2 separate regions of the Mus musculus genome follow, and region 1 is linked to region 2. The links are chromatin contacts, called in public HiChIP or PLAC-seq maps. All regions are on one chromosome and are shown on one strand. Each heading gives the region's core, a stretch centred on a gene start, on an enhancer-like site or on the middle of the called end of the contact. The rest is flanking DNA. Distances are from core to core; before and after follow the strand shown.

Region 1 (7,432 bases), core at 1,406-3,905, 210 kb after region 2:
TAAGCCTAAAACTAGACTTACATTAAGGCTAACTACTTGGGGAAAAAAAAACTAAAAGTAAACAGAAGTAAGATTTTATGTGTGATATATATATATATATATATATATATATATATATATATATATATATATATATATATATATATAATAAAAAAGCATCCCCCCAAAAAGTAAAAACCCAAGGTAGCTTCCATCATGCAACATCTGAATGTTTGTTTCCGGTTTAACATTTTTCTGCCTGACCTACATTTTATTTCATCATTAGCTAATAACAAACACCAGGTTTAGCAATTCCCTGTGGTAGACATTTTGAGTGGTGAGTTAGAACTGCTTGCTACATGCCTGGTAGGCTCCCTTCTCCCTGGCCATATCCCACCTCTACCACACACTCTTGACCTCCAGGCCTAGACCCTAATTTGCTTTCACTAGCAGGCATTGGGACTAGTAGCCACTTTGCTAAGTATTTTATTTTTTTGTGTATCTTGTATCTCATGTATCTTGAGGTTCTCTTTGATAGAGAGGAAATGAAATCCTTTGGGAAGGAGGAGATTGCTATGGTACAGTCTGGCTCCAGCCTGCTTGTTAACAGCAAAGCTAGCATAAATGTTTGTGGTTGCCTTTCCCAAACTGCCCCCACCTGCCTGAGTGAGGCGATTGGAAATGCAGCTATTTGGAGAAGTTGCTACTGAAGTGATTGGGTCATTTTTTTCTGTGTTAAATGCCACCAACCCAACAGAACAGTAGCTGAAATGATACACTGTTGTAATCTCATTGTTATCGTATACACACTATCCTATCGTATATACATTATATGGGAAGTGTGTGCTCATCTAGTTAAGTCTCAATGTTCCAAACGGAGTTCTATATGGAGAAGTGATAAGATTCAAATGTATTACACTCTTGGCTTTGGAAATAGTATATTATTTTAGTGGTTAGCCATCTGGCTTCTCAAGTATGTTTGGCAGAAGGCAGTCCTGACATTTGGCTTCCATCTTTTAGGCTGCAGATATCTGTGATTCAGGAGAGAAGGGCACAGACCTTGCAAGGCAAAGCTAGTGTGGTGGATGATCGATCATTCCGACTACTTCTCAAAGAGGGCGTCTGCCTGCTGAGGGGCTAACGTAGACCATGTCTTCGGGAGTCAGTGCTTGCTCACTCTGTAATGAAACTTTGGGATATTTGAAGTTATGGTTTCTCTTCTTTAGCTTAAGAGCCTTGTAAGCATCTCCTACATTATAGAGAGGCTAAAGAAGGAACAAATGTCTGTGTGTTCTCTTCTTAATATAATCAATCAAATATCAAGGTAGTTAGAGAAATATTAATTCAGTATGGATTTAGTCCTAAGCCAACCAAAGTATTCTTAACACTTGAAAAGTTAATTATCACATAAATATTTTAAAAATTCGCATTGAAATTAGTCCCTAGTGAAAGTGTAAAATGTAACGCGAAGCTCTCCCGCTTCGGAATGCTTTCCTAAGTGTATCCAAGTTCATGGGAATGTAAAGAGCTTGGCTCTGGTCCCTTTTGGTCTGTGATATTTATTTGCAAGTTTTTGTAATAAAGTTAATTAAAAATTAAAAATTCAAAAAACTTCGTGCAACTTGTTTACCTCTTTAAGACGAGGAACATAGGGCATTGTGGGTAGAATTGCTTTACAACCCACTGCAGGTTCTTTTGTGAGGCGAAATGAATTCTCCAAACAATATCCTTTGATTGACTTCAACATATCTTATATTAAACTATATTTGGACCTAAGCCATAATTAGTACATAAGGAACTTTTAAAATTAATGTACACTTGTGACCTATAAGATTAATTTAAAAATATTTAACTCAGTATAAAATATTCATTCATACTTATTTTCAGATTTCCTGTTGCATTTTGGAAATACTTCCTCTGTTTCTTTTTCTTTTTTTCCCTTTTCTGTACTGTTTGTGTCACTGTTTTGCCCACCAGGAATGAAATAGAGGTTTGATCTGCCACATCCGCTTGTATCTGATGGGCTGCACATCCCCTGATATAGACAATGAACTTGAAGATGTTTGGGAAAAACTGATCTGTGCTGAGCATACACAGACCCTGCTTTCCTTGTCATTCCCTAGGCAGGATGGCATGGCTGTTTACGTGGCTTTTACATTATGTTAGCCTTGTGAGGACTCTGCAGCGCATTTAAAGTTCACAGGTGGATTTGTGGGTTACATGCAGATGTCGGGCCATTTTATATAAGGCGTTTGAGCCTTCTTGGAACTGGACATTCACGAGTCCCCACAGACACTCAGGGACTGCTTTGATTGTTTTCCTAGTGCCACTGTTTGACTAATTCTTATCCCATAGTTGACCTTTTAAAAAAAAAAAAAACTCTGTGTGTGTGTGTGTGTGTGTGTGTGTGCGCTTATCTTCCTTTCTGTAAGAGATCATGAATGCCAGTGCTGAGCCTAGGGAAAATATCAAAACAAACACGACCTTTGATCCTTCCAGAGATAACCATCATCTCTTAGTCATACAGATAAAATTTCTTAGTCATATCTAACCATAGATACACACGTGCACTTTGCCAGAAATTGTTAAAATATGTGTACACAAACTTGTATCATTTTAAGGGGAAAAGGGAGCTCGGTATTGCTTCAGAGTGGTAGCTCTGCTCCCTGGATTCTTCACAGGGACCTGTCAGTCATTCTAGAGCCAGCACCTGGCTCAGGCTCTGCCGTGACATTTTCAGTTGATCCTTCCTTGTTTTCTTGGCTAGTTGCCCTTCAAACAGAAAGTTCATCGCCTCTCCTCAGCTGCTAATGTGATTTACTTCGTGTGTCTAGGAAGTCAGGATGGTTGCTGATTTTATTGTTTAGAGAGGACTGGCTTCTTGGTCTGAAGCCAGGGTGTTCCCAGCTGATAGAAAACGGAACCCAGCAGCCCCCATTTCAGAGATTGCCAGGCTTATGACTCAAAGATACTTTACAGGCCAGGTTAAGCAATTGTTAGGCCCCTCCTGGCACACGTCAGATGCGATGATTGTCTATTGATTGTAATCCAAAGATTATTTTGGCCCTCATCTACAAACACAGATGCCTTTTGATCAGGAAAAAAAAATGCATTGTGATAACTAACCTGCTGCCTGTACTTGAAAAGTAGTGTCTGAATTAGTGACTACTGTTCTGATTCTATGTTAGAATGTGTAATTTCCTTAATTTTCAGAACGGGAAGTGCAGTATGTGCTTTCTGAACTCAGACCCACAGCAAGCAGTTGTTTAATACAAATGAAAAGGAGATAGTGGCTGAGCTCTGTACAGTGGCAGTGTTACAGTATCTTCCCCCAAGATGAAACATAGTATCATTTCTCACAGGTGATGGAGAGCCACCTTGTCATAGAAAAGGGAGACCTAACTAATAAAGCCTTTGAACAAGCAAGCAGTTGTCCAGATAGCCTGGAAGATGTTAGCACCAGTGGCTGAAAGCTGTCAGGAGCCTCTCGACACCAGGTCTTATTTTCTTAGGTTCCTGACAAGTACCTGACCTCTTCATGCCTACACCAGCCGCACTTCAGCTTCTACTCAATATGAAATACCTAGGAGTGAGGAAGAGTGAGCCTTGGCAGCCAGCTCATTAGGGTGGATTGTTTTCTTTACAGATAATTGGCATCCTAAAAGGAGAACTCGTTTAAATAAGTAGTTGTAAAGCATTTTAGTTGGGCATCAGCAGTTGTGCTATTTGTGTGTGTGTGTGTGTGTGTGTAATACTCCAAGAAACTTACTATTTTATCAAAAGGCACAACTCTAAAAATGAAACCTACTGACGAGTTTCTATGGCAACCACTCCTGAAATGTATCTGGCTGGTGTGTGTCTTTTCATAATTTTTCTTTGCATGCTTTAAGGAGTTCCTTGAATTTTTGTTCCTGTGATGGGTGGATAGATGGATAATTGACAGAGGGAGCTACATTTCCCTGGGAAGAATTTAAGACTTATGAAAATTCCATAGATTTATAAGGAATATTATTTTGTGCTTAGCATAAATAAATTTGACTAAGGAAGATATCTATTGCTTTGATTTAGTCTAAACAGTAATGAGGCCCATTAAGTATTAATGCATGACCAATTGCTTTTTAAATTCAGACTCATTGGCTGTCCCTGCAAGACCTTGTTGGGTGTTCCACTTTATTCTGTGATCATTCCACACACCCCCACACCCCCACGCCCCTAACACACACCTTTTTCAGAGCCTTCAGTCTCTGTCTCAATGGCGCTCTGCTCTGGACTTAACCTTCTCTATAGCCTTCTTCCTTGTCAGAGGGTTTGTGGCCAGAACACACGGTAGATCTTGATATTTCCTAACAGGTTCATTCAGAAAAGTTGGCAAGAAGGGACTGTGGTGTAATTCGGTGGTTTGGAGGGGTTGTTCTGGGAGACATTTCTGTTCTCTCAAGCTCTGTCATGCTACAAGCCCAATAGATATGGCTAGATGCTCTTGCAATACAAAACATGCTCACCGAGAGTAGTGGTGTCACAGCGAGCTCTCAGCACTTATCTGGTTAAAACCAGAAGGAACCATTCTGTGAGGTATCTAAAGTGGCAGGAAATAGAGGGAGTCTAAGGAAATAAACTATCCTGGGCCCAACAGCTGGGGAATTTTGTGTGGCTTACAGAGAAGTCAGAGAACCAGGATGTCTCTGAGCCTGTTAGATACATTTGGTCCTAGCAGCATGTAGTAGGAAATGAATATTTAACTTTGAAACACTTTTTTGTACTTTAAACTCCTCCCAGGCCTTAAAAACACTCTCCCTGATGTTCCTGGGTAAGGGAGAATAGCTTTGCCTAGGCTCCTGGCCACATAGTCTCCAGCTTTAACATTTAGCCCCAGTCCCTTCAAGACACAGACAGCCTTTTCCACTCAGCGATCAGAACTTGGTGATTTGCTTAGCCTAGCTGGCCAGGAATAGGCCCTCTATGTCCGTGCTACCAGGACTGGGATTGCAGCAGTTCACTGTCGCTCTGCCTTTAGTGTGTGCAAGCCCTGGGATAAACTTCATCCACTGAGCCTTCCCCACAGCCTCATGCATCGTCTTGGTGTGACTTGTTTAATCACAGCAACTTCTATAAATCAGCAGCTGTACTAACCAAGACTTTTTCTATTGAAAAGTGCAGACCACTTAGTGCTTTGTTATATTTGATATTGGGCCAGGCAGCTGGCTATAGCCATGGTTGTCCCCTTTGATGGACAGGAGCAGCATTTCACAAAGGAAGCAAGGCAGAGATGAGCAAACAGAGATCACAGCAGGCAGTGGAGGTTTAGAAAAGGTGAGATCATTGGCCCAGGGTGGCTTAGCTGGTAAGTGGTAAAAGTCAGACTGGCTTCCAAAGCCATTCGGAGTCTACCATGAAAGACATGAGCTTTATGCAAGCGTGCATGGTACTTCGGCCACCTCATTAGCATTAGGATATGGGACTGTTGGCCAAGATGGCTTCCCTCATTGCTGCTTGTCCTCAACACCTACAGTGACACCTTCAGTGAGCGATCAACTGTACCTTGCTATCTTTCTTCCAAAACTGTTAGACTATTGTATGGCCAGCTTCATTCATTTGACATTTTTATTGCTTTCCACTTCAAAAAGCAACCTTTTTCTTGACTTGGCCTCTGATTCTGGAGAAATCTTGACTGAGGTCCTGTGAACAGACAAGAGCTTTTCCAAGCTGTTTTCGTGCAGAGCTCTGCCCTTCCAGGAAGTGTCTCTTCATCAGTGTTCATCAGTTGAGGCAGCAGACTCTAGACATGGCATGTCTTCGTGCTCACTGTCACCTCTCAGTCTTACTGTATGGACTCTCAGGGGGCGTGCTGCATGGAAGACAGCCTAGACTTTGCTCTTGATCTGTTTATGAAGACATTACAGTGTTTTTTCAGCATTCCTGGAATCAGTGACTGAAGCTCTGACCCTTGATGTGTTTAGTCTTTACATGTGTTCATCTCTACATCAAAAACAGAGGAAGCCACAGGAAATTGCTGCCTGTATTTCCAGGAAACTGAACTACATCACCAGCTGCCCAATCTGCACAGCCCAGAGTACCCTGGTGCAGGCATCTGTGGCTGATGAAGGTGGAGATAAGGAGACGAGGAGTGGGACTCTCCTCATCCTGTCGCTTCTCACTGTAGGCCCAGGGAACGCACGTAGAATGCATGTCTGGGCTTAAGGAAAATTAAAAAAAAAACAACTTCAACCCTCAGTTTCTGAGAGCATGAATACTGGGTGAAGCGAGCTGTGTCCTGTGCCTGGCACACGCCGTTACAGTACTACTGTCTCATCACCAGGGACTGAAGGGACATCATGTGAGCCTGTGGACGGAGTGGGGACTCTAAAGACAATAAGCTACACTGACCACCACTGTTTTTAAATAGTTTTTAAACCACTATGTTTATGCTGACAGTGGTTACAACAACTGCTGGTGTAGTGAGTGTTGCCTGTGGAATACCAGGTATTTGGTAAGGACTGTACAAGCGTTAATTAATCACACAAACTCTTCCAAAGCGTTCTCTTTGTCATTCCAAATTTCAGATTTAATACTTGAAACTGGCCCATGGTCACATAGGCATTGAGATACGCAAATTTAAACCTAACTATATATATTTTCAGGCCAGTCGACCTAGGGGATTTTTACTAGAGGTGGTGTCTGTAAGTACATGCAGATGGAAACCCACCAGCGCTCTCTGGGACAGGCTGGGGAGACACAGAAAGGACTCTGGTGCGGGTCTCACCTCATAAATTCAACAGGTGATCAGAACGAACATGAGACTTTCACATTGCTATGTGAATTGAATCGAATGTTCTTCATGAGCATATAGTTTCCCATCCTTCGGACCAACGTGAGACAGACTGGATCAGCAGTCAGCAAAAGCAGTTGAGGCTTAGCTGAATAGTAGCCTGAATGAGTCACTGCAAAATGATTTCATTTGGGTCCAGAGATGCTGCCTGTTAAACAGACAGCAGAAAGGAAGAAAAGTGTCTAAGAATTAGACACAACAAAAGGACATTTAAGGACTTGGTAGAAACTAGATCTGAACTTTCTGGCAGCTTTTCTGAGGATAGGAAGAAAGGGAAACTGGTCTTTATTTCCTTTTGTTTTAGAGACAGGGTCTTCCTATACAGCCTAGGCTGACCTCCAGCCTGCTAGAGGCCCATTGCTGTCTCAGGCTCACAAACTCCTGTCTTAGCCTCCCAAGTGCTGGGCTTGTAAGTTTGTGCCATCATGACTGGCTGATTTTCAAGTCTTAAAGGAAAAAGGAAATCTGTTAAAATTTTGGAAAAACAGCATGCAAACTGGCATAGAGATTTGAGTTGGTTTAAAATTGTTGGCTTAAAGCCCTTGGGAGTACTTCTTATAATACCCTTAATTTTAGGGTTAAAAATCTTACGTAGTATGAAATACTGTTCCTCTTATAGACTGACTG
Region 2 (7,118 bases), core at 1,474-3,973:
CTGCAGGGATGAAAGCAGGTTATCAAAGGAGAGAATAGGGTGAAAAACTGTATAAAAACACCTATGGGAAACAAGGCATTTGCATGGAAGTACCCTGCCTCTGGTAGACAATGCTCTCCCCAGAAGACATCGATCATTAAATGAAATTCTTAGTGACTGGTGTGTGATACCTCTGTATGAATTACTAGTCAGAGAAGCCCAAAGGTCCACAAAACATCACATGTTGGTTTGTTCTTAGTGGTCCACCAAAATAAGATTGTTGAAGACCCCATACACTTTGGTTGAGAACAGAGAGAGATTAAGGTGGAACAGATCTGAAAAATGTCTCCCTGGTGGCTTTTATAATGTCAAAAGGTGTATTGAGGCTGCTGGGGAGGAAAAGTCATTGATGGACTTACTCAGTGCCAATGAGCATTACCATATTGATCTGCTGTGTAAGATAGGTCCATGCATCCGATAGTGACATAAATGTTATGGTGGTAAACAACCACTTTATGACTGGATTTGAGACCTGCTCCACAGGAGGGAACTGGTACTGTAAACCTGGTCAATACTCAAGGCTGGGGAGGACTGCCTTTCTAGGGGAATCTTATACTGATGTTTTCCTATCAGGACATGTTGTTAAGCTGCCTTCTAAATACTTAGGATTAATGCTACTCTCAACCTTAGTCAGGGACATTTCTTTCCACTGTGGGTAGCAGTCAATGTGCTGAGAATAAGTGTTGAGTGTTCAGCCTTGTATTGGTTCCAGCAAGGTGCAGGGGATGCAGTAGAAGAGAAGGTGACAAGAATACAATCCTAGCAGATGAGGAGAAGCACTGTGAAGAGCTGTCTTCTGGACATGGTAGAGCCCTCCTGCCTTCAGAGAAGCTGTGGTTAGTTGCAGATGATCAAGTCAATCAATAATACCAGCATGGGTAAGGAGGGGCTTGTGGGACGCCAGCCCTAACTAAGATGCTACAGGCAATGGATGGGTACTGGGGACCAGAGAAAAGAGAACATGAAGACAGGAGGTATAATATTGGGGAGTCCAAGGCAAGTCTCAGGGGGAAATAGGAGAGCAGATATGAATAAGACACTATTGTATTTGTGTATGGATTTGTCAAAAAATATTTAAAAATATAAATACATGAAAAGAGGAGTTGCAAAAAAAAATCAGATCTTCATGGAGGATGGGGAGAAACTAGAGGCCTCTTACTGCTTGTAAGTAAAACTTTTAAAAATGTTAAACTTTGGGCTGGAAAGATGTCTCAGCAGTTAAGAGCACTGAGTGCTCTTCTGGAGGTCCTGAGTTCAATTCCCAGCAACCACATGGTGGCTCACAACCATCTATAATGGGAGCTGATGCCCTCTTCTGGTGTGCCTGAAGACAGCTACAGTGCACTCATATACTTAAAATAAATATTTTTAAAAATGTTTTTATTACATTTATTTACTATGTGTGTGTGTGTGTGTTTATAAACACGTGCTTAGCATAAGTATGAGACCAGGGACCATCCGACATGATTAGACCATTTCCACCACGTGAGGTCTGGACACCGAACTCAGGCTATCAGGCTGGGCGGCAAGTGCCTTACCTGCTGAGTCCTCTGTTGGCCTGCTGAAAAGGGAAACATACATACCCACGTTTCAGAAACTATAACTCTAGGTGCGTACCCCAAAGGAGAGAAAAACTTCAGTATACAGAGATTTTTGTAATGATGATCATGGGAGCATTTCTCATAATTCTTTTAAACCAGAAAAAAAAAAAGCCCTCTTCTGATGAATGTGTAGTGCTATATGTTGGTACAACGGAATATTATTCAGTTTTAAAGAAATGAGCTGAGGCATGATACAATATGGATGGATCTCCAACACGATACAAGGGAAAGTAAGGCAGACACAAAAGACCACAGGTTCTGTGGTGTCTTTCAGTTGAGGGTCTATCTATGAAAAGTTAATGAGCAAGTTCCAAAGCAGATTAGTCTTTGCCTAGGGCTGGAAGAAATGACTGAATGGACAAAGGGGATTTTCTGATGAGGTGTATTTATTCTATAAATATATATTATGAAGGGGCTCCATAAAGTCAGTCCCAAACAGACTAAAATATATAGTTGTAGTGAATATTAAGGTATATAAATTATACCTTTAAAAAGGGTGCTTAAAAACCAATAGACTCTCTCAAAAATGGCAATGGTATTTAAATGAGTGATTCAATAAATTGAGAAATATTTCAAAGTGTCGAGGGTGGTGCTCAAGGAAGACTTGTTATCGTGGAATGCCCTCTGTGTTTGACGCTACTAAGAGACCTGTGGTCAGCCATCTCACAGTTGGCTGTCACACTCAACTTAACCTCAGCCTCTCAGCTGCTTCAGATTCTCTCAGTTAAAAAAAAAAAAAGACGTATTTATTTTTATTTCATGTCTATGAATGTTTTGCCTGTGTGTATGTATTTGTTCCATATGCATGTCCAGGGTCCATGGAGGTCAGAAAAGGGCATTGTGACCCCTGGAACTGGAGCTATGGGTGGTTGTGAGTCACCGTGGGGGTTCTGGGAATGGAGTCTCCTGCTCCGCCAAAGCAGTAAGTGCTCTTAACCCTGAGCTCCAGTCCCTGATTTAATCACCACGGGACTATTCCTCTTGGGGCTGGGATTATTTTTTCCTTAGCTCTCTCTTAGCAGTCAGAAAGGACGGTCCATTCTTCCCTCTGACTCATCTGCTTTCTTTTCCACGTGGCAGGAGAAGAAAAGAGTTTTCAGTCACATCTTATGTCTCTGTGTCAGCAATTCAATTGTTCCCTTAGCAACCGTCCTTTTACTGCTGGCTTTCCCAGCTACAGATGCAGCAGTGCTCTCAAAGAGCTTAGATCACAAAACAGCTTGGGCCATCAGCGCCGCCGTGCCAGAAGCTGCTTTCTAAAAAGGCCAGTGTCTTTCAAGAGCAAATTATTTTTAAAACAATATTCAAGCCGAACATAGCATTTTTAGGCAAAGGCGACTATGGGGACACCACCAAGGAGAGATGCCTTTGAGGCGGGCTTCACCAAGGGAGGGTGCGCAGCCACCAGCCACGCTCACTGTTCATCTCCTTTCCCCGCGGACATTATGGGTCACAGGGGAAATCAGGAGAAGAGGGGAGGGGGCTGGCACAATGCAAAGCTGGCGATTCTTCTGCACACGGAGGGACTGAAGCATTATCTGTGCATGTGAAGCATAGATTTACCATTTTCTCGTCTCGTTGTTCACAGGAGCACTCTGCCCTTGACAGAACAGTCATCCTCCGGTACTTGGGGAGAATTGATTCTGGGAGGCCCTTCTCCTAAATATCAAGATGTGTGGATGCGCGCATCGTTTTCTTATGTTTACAGGGAACCTGTGCAAACCACCTGTCTAATTTAGTCAACTCCAGGTCACAGGCAATGCCTTAAACAACGTCCCATATTGTTTAGGGAACACTGACCTGAAAAAGCTTGCCCTGTGTTCCAGGAATTCACATCTCTTTAGTTTTCCAAATATTTCCCACCTGCAGCTGCTTGCCCACGGATGCGGGGCGCAACGTTCTCTTTAGATCGGAGGCATAGTTCCCTGTAGTATTTCACAATGGAACTTTTCCAAGAGCTGGCGTGAGGAGAAGAGAGGCCCTATAAACATCACCAGTAAGCACCAGGGTTTTGGAGTGAGAAAAGTGGAGCAGGAGCAGGGGAGATTGGTAACCCGCGGATAGGGTAAACAGAGGCAAGTGTTGACCTAGTGGAAAGAAATCTGGGAATACACCCAGGCATCAACTCAGCTCAGAACCCCACTTCTAGACCCACATAAAGAGAAGTCTGATGGATTCGGCTCTTCTCCCCTGGAGCCAGTCACTTGCTACTAGGACAGGATCGGGATAGAGAAAATTAGCGCAACTGCTCCGAGCCCAGCCCTGCCAGGTGGACTGGGAAGACCCAGGCCAGTCCCATGGAAGAGGCTGAGAAGATCTCTGCCTCCAGGAGTGCTTTGGCCACTAGGACCCCTACACACACACACACACACACACACACACACACACACACACACACACACACACACACACACACATCAGGCCAGGTTTGTAGGAAGGCATGCTGCTAATTCCTGCTGCTAGTGCACATGAGAGAAGACAGCAATGGAACTATTTTTCTTTGAAAGAAACAGAAATAGAAATGAGATTAGGCCAGCAGAATGGCTCAGGTCATGGAACCTGACAACCTGAGAAGGAATTTGCCTCCTACCCACTGGGCCAGTTCTGCGGCTGGTGGAAACAGAAGCCATGATGGGTAGGGATCATGCTGACGGTATCAGGCAGAGAGGGAGGGAGCAAAGGCAAGGTCATAGTCACTGGTCATGGCTAGGAGAAGAATCTGTATGCCTTTGGGGCTCTCTGGAGTCCTTTGATGGGGACTGTCAAAGACATCTAAGCCTGGTGAATAAACAAATAGGCTCTCAGAAAGTCCGTCCCAGTCTGTCTGTGCCAATATAAAGGAACCAGACGCTATAGGGTACTTCTCAGCAGACAGGGAAGGCTGAGTCCCTTGGTCACGTTTGATCATCAGCTTTCTCTTGCAAGCAACTAATGAGTAATCACAAGCAACCCCAAGTGTCTGCAGGAGGGAAAACCAGGGAAATGTTTCCTGATTTGCCTTTGAGTCTCAAGAGAAACCCAGCGCCGCCGACTAGCCTGCAGATTGTGCTATAATTACCTGCATTTCTCTTTCATGGTTTGCAATAGATCCTTCAGAGACGGCCTCGCCCACGCTCGCCTCTGAGTGTAAGGACCACACAGCAGGGACCTCAAAAGCATCTTGGAGAATCCCAAGGCCACGAGAGGCTGGTCTGTAAAGATAGAGGATCTTGGCTTTGTAAACACAGTAGAAACATGCGCCTGTGGGTTTTCTGGAGCTGGAGGTGGGGGTCAGGGGTGGCAGGTGGGAAGACTCACAGATACAGGTGTTTCACCTAAGGAGCTGCCAGAGGGTCTTTCTCGACACATATCCCAAGGACCTGACTTCAACACGCTTATGGTAGGCCCACGTACCTGCCCATGGTGGACCAAAAAGCTGCAGCAAGGTCACATGGTACACACTCCATCATCTTGGAAAAAAAACATAATTTATGCTTATTGAGCAAAGTTTTCTCTCCGCTCCAAGACTGCCTAGACGTGAAACGAAACTCTCCAGTGTTTCTAACTGACCTAGTAACATTTTAATGTGTTTCCATTTTTTTAGAAGAATCTGATTTTTTTTATTACATCTATTTATACTGTGCATGTGTATATTCACATGTGTGGAGGTCAGAGGACATGAGTGAGTGGCTGCTGTCCTTCTGCGTGGATTCTGAGGATGAAACTCAAGGAATCAGACTTGGCAGCCTCAGCCCCCAATATTTATAAAGAACACTTTGCCAGGTTTGGGCTTCCTCCTGGCTGAATTTTGCCATTGTAAAATCTATTCCAATAAAGAGGCAAAAGAATCGCAGCCCTTTCTCTTTAAACCATGTGCCTTGTACTTCCCAGAGACCTTTCTGAGCTCCCAGGAGGACAGTAGCAAAAGGGAGGCTGTAAGCAGTGCATCCATCCTGAAATAAACGTGCAGCAGGCAATGCAGGGAGCCCAGTGCAGCCAGGGCAGGGGCAAGAGCCAGGGGCGCCCTGACTCCAGTCCCGACATCACCGGGGAGATGGTGCTGGCACCAAATGACATTTTTTCCCTCTTCTGAATGATTTCAAAGGGTTGTAAGGAATCTGTCATACAAAAAGAACGTATAGAAACGTTATGAAAACAATATCCACTTGCTCTCCCAAGGCCATTTTTTTTTTTGCATGTGTGTGTGACAGGAGTATGGGTAGGTAGTTGTGTTCCAATGTGTGTGGCCGCACATGGTAATATCAGGTGTCTTCCTTGATTGCTTTCTTGCCTATTGAAACAGGGTTTGTCAGTGGACCTGTTTCTTGTCTCTCTACGAAGCTTGCTTTAGGATGTATCTTGTCTCTGGCCCGCTTCCAACTATTAGAAACACAAGTGACCACCACAGTTACCCATCTTTTACCTGGGTGCTGGGTACCTGAACTCTGGGCCTTACGCTTGGACAGGAAGCGCTGTCCCCTCTGAATCATTATCCTAGCCCGTTAAGACTATTTTATAGGTGGATGCTGGCTCTGGCCCTGGGAACAGACAGGCTCTAGAGCTATATAGCTTGAGTTTGACTCGGACCTCTTACACTTCTTAGTACATAGCCTACAAGTGCCCCAAGCTTTAGCTTCTTTAGGGACAGTGATTTTTCACTTTACTGGAGGATTAGTGTAACTGTTTTGGAGAAAAGTCACCTAACACAATGCTGCTTGGTTTAGAATAAGAGGCCAGTTACGGTATTCATAGTTTCTGTTGTCACTTAACAAAAATGTGTCAGTAAAAGGAATAAGAAAACAAGAATGATTTGGAGGGGTGTATTTAAATACTCTGCTAAGTGCCAGAGAAGCAAATTCATAGGTTAGGCATAGATATCAACATAATATAGTCATCAGTGTTGGCTGGCTAGCTCTCTGTTCCCTTCCTGTTCGCTTGAGTCATTTACCAACCTCAGTGGCACCAGTGGGTTGTGTAAGGCAGAGAGATGTGCACAGGGCTCTTTGCTGGTGATGATGTAGCTAAACCACGATTTGTCCCTTTCATCTGCCTTGAACCGTGTAAGGGGTTGACACAGATGTACTGTAGCCATGAAAGAAATTAACTGCTGTAGCTACGGCGTCAGGAGATACTAACAAACGGAGATACGTCTCAGGTTCTTCCTGCATACTGAGCCGCTGTGCTAGGCCAGGCTGCCTGCATTCGGGTTACTACCTAAGATGTGTTTTTAGTTTACTGCTAAAATCGTCATCCATCTGAGGGGGAGAGCTCTGTGGAAAGTTTCAGAAATGCTCTTCTCACAGAGAAGCAAAAAATGGAGTCACTTTGCCTCCTGTCTCAGGAGCACACGTGTGTGTGTGTGTTCGTGTCCCCACGAGAGTACGTAATGTGCATGGTATTCACGTGGTAGCTTATGAGAGGTGAGAGGTTTGCTTCACACTGAGTTCTCGACCATTCGGGTACACACAGATATCACAACCTCCAGAGCTCCAGCCTTGG

The links. HiChIP or PLAC-seq counts read pairs in DNA pulled down with a chosen protein or histone mark.
Region 1: a contact with region 2 is called in an H3K4me3 HiChIP or PLAC-seq map of forebrain, with 4 times the contacts expected there. The contact joins two enhancer-like sites. A contact is called at or near these places in 2 of 484 Hi-C or Micro-C datasets (CD4 T cells and cortical neurons) and 4 of 115 datasets of contacts at active chromatin or transcription factors (CD8 T cells, embryonic stem cells, forebrain and 1 more).

The regions. Positions count from the first base shown.
Region 1 is chr4:32,285,661-32,293,092 of GRCm38.p6, forward strand. It overlaps a transcript of Bach2 not described here. Among named protein-coding and RNA genes, the nearest start is that of n-TGccc3, 59 kb to the left of the region's middle. Within about 2 kb of position 2,656, at least 83 of the 459 cell types and tissues checked have an H3K27ac peak or open chromatin away from gene starts, as enhancers often do. A contact at or near this core is called in forebrain, where this site is marked.
Region 2 is chr4:32,072,023-32,079,140 of GRCm38.p6, forward strand. No RefSeq gene overlaps it. Among named protein-coding and RNA genes, the nearest start is that of Gm52717, 85 kb to the right of the region's middle. Within about 2 kb of position 2,724, at least 107 of the 459 cell types and tissues checked have an H3K27ac peak or open chromatin away from gene starts, as enhancers often do. A contact at or near this core is called in forebrain, where this site is marked.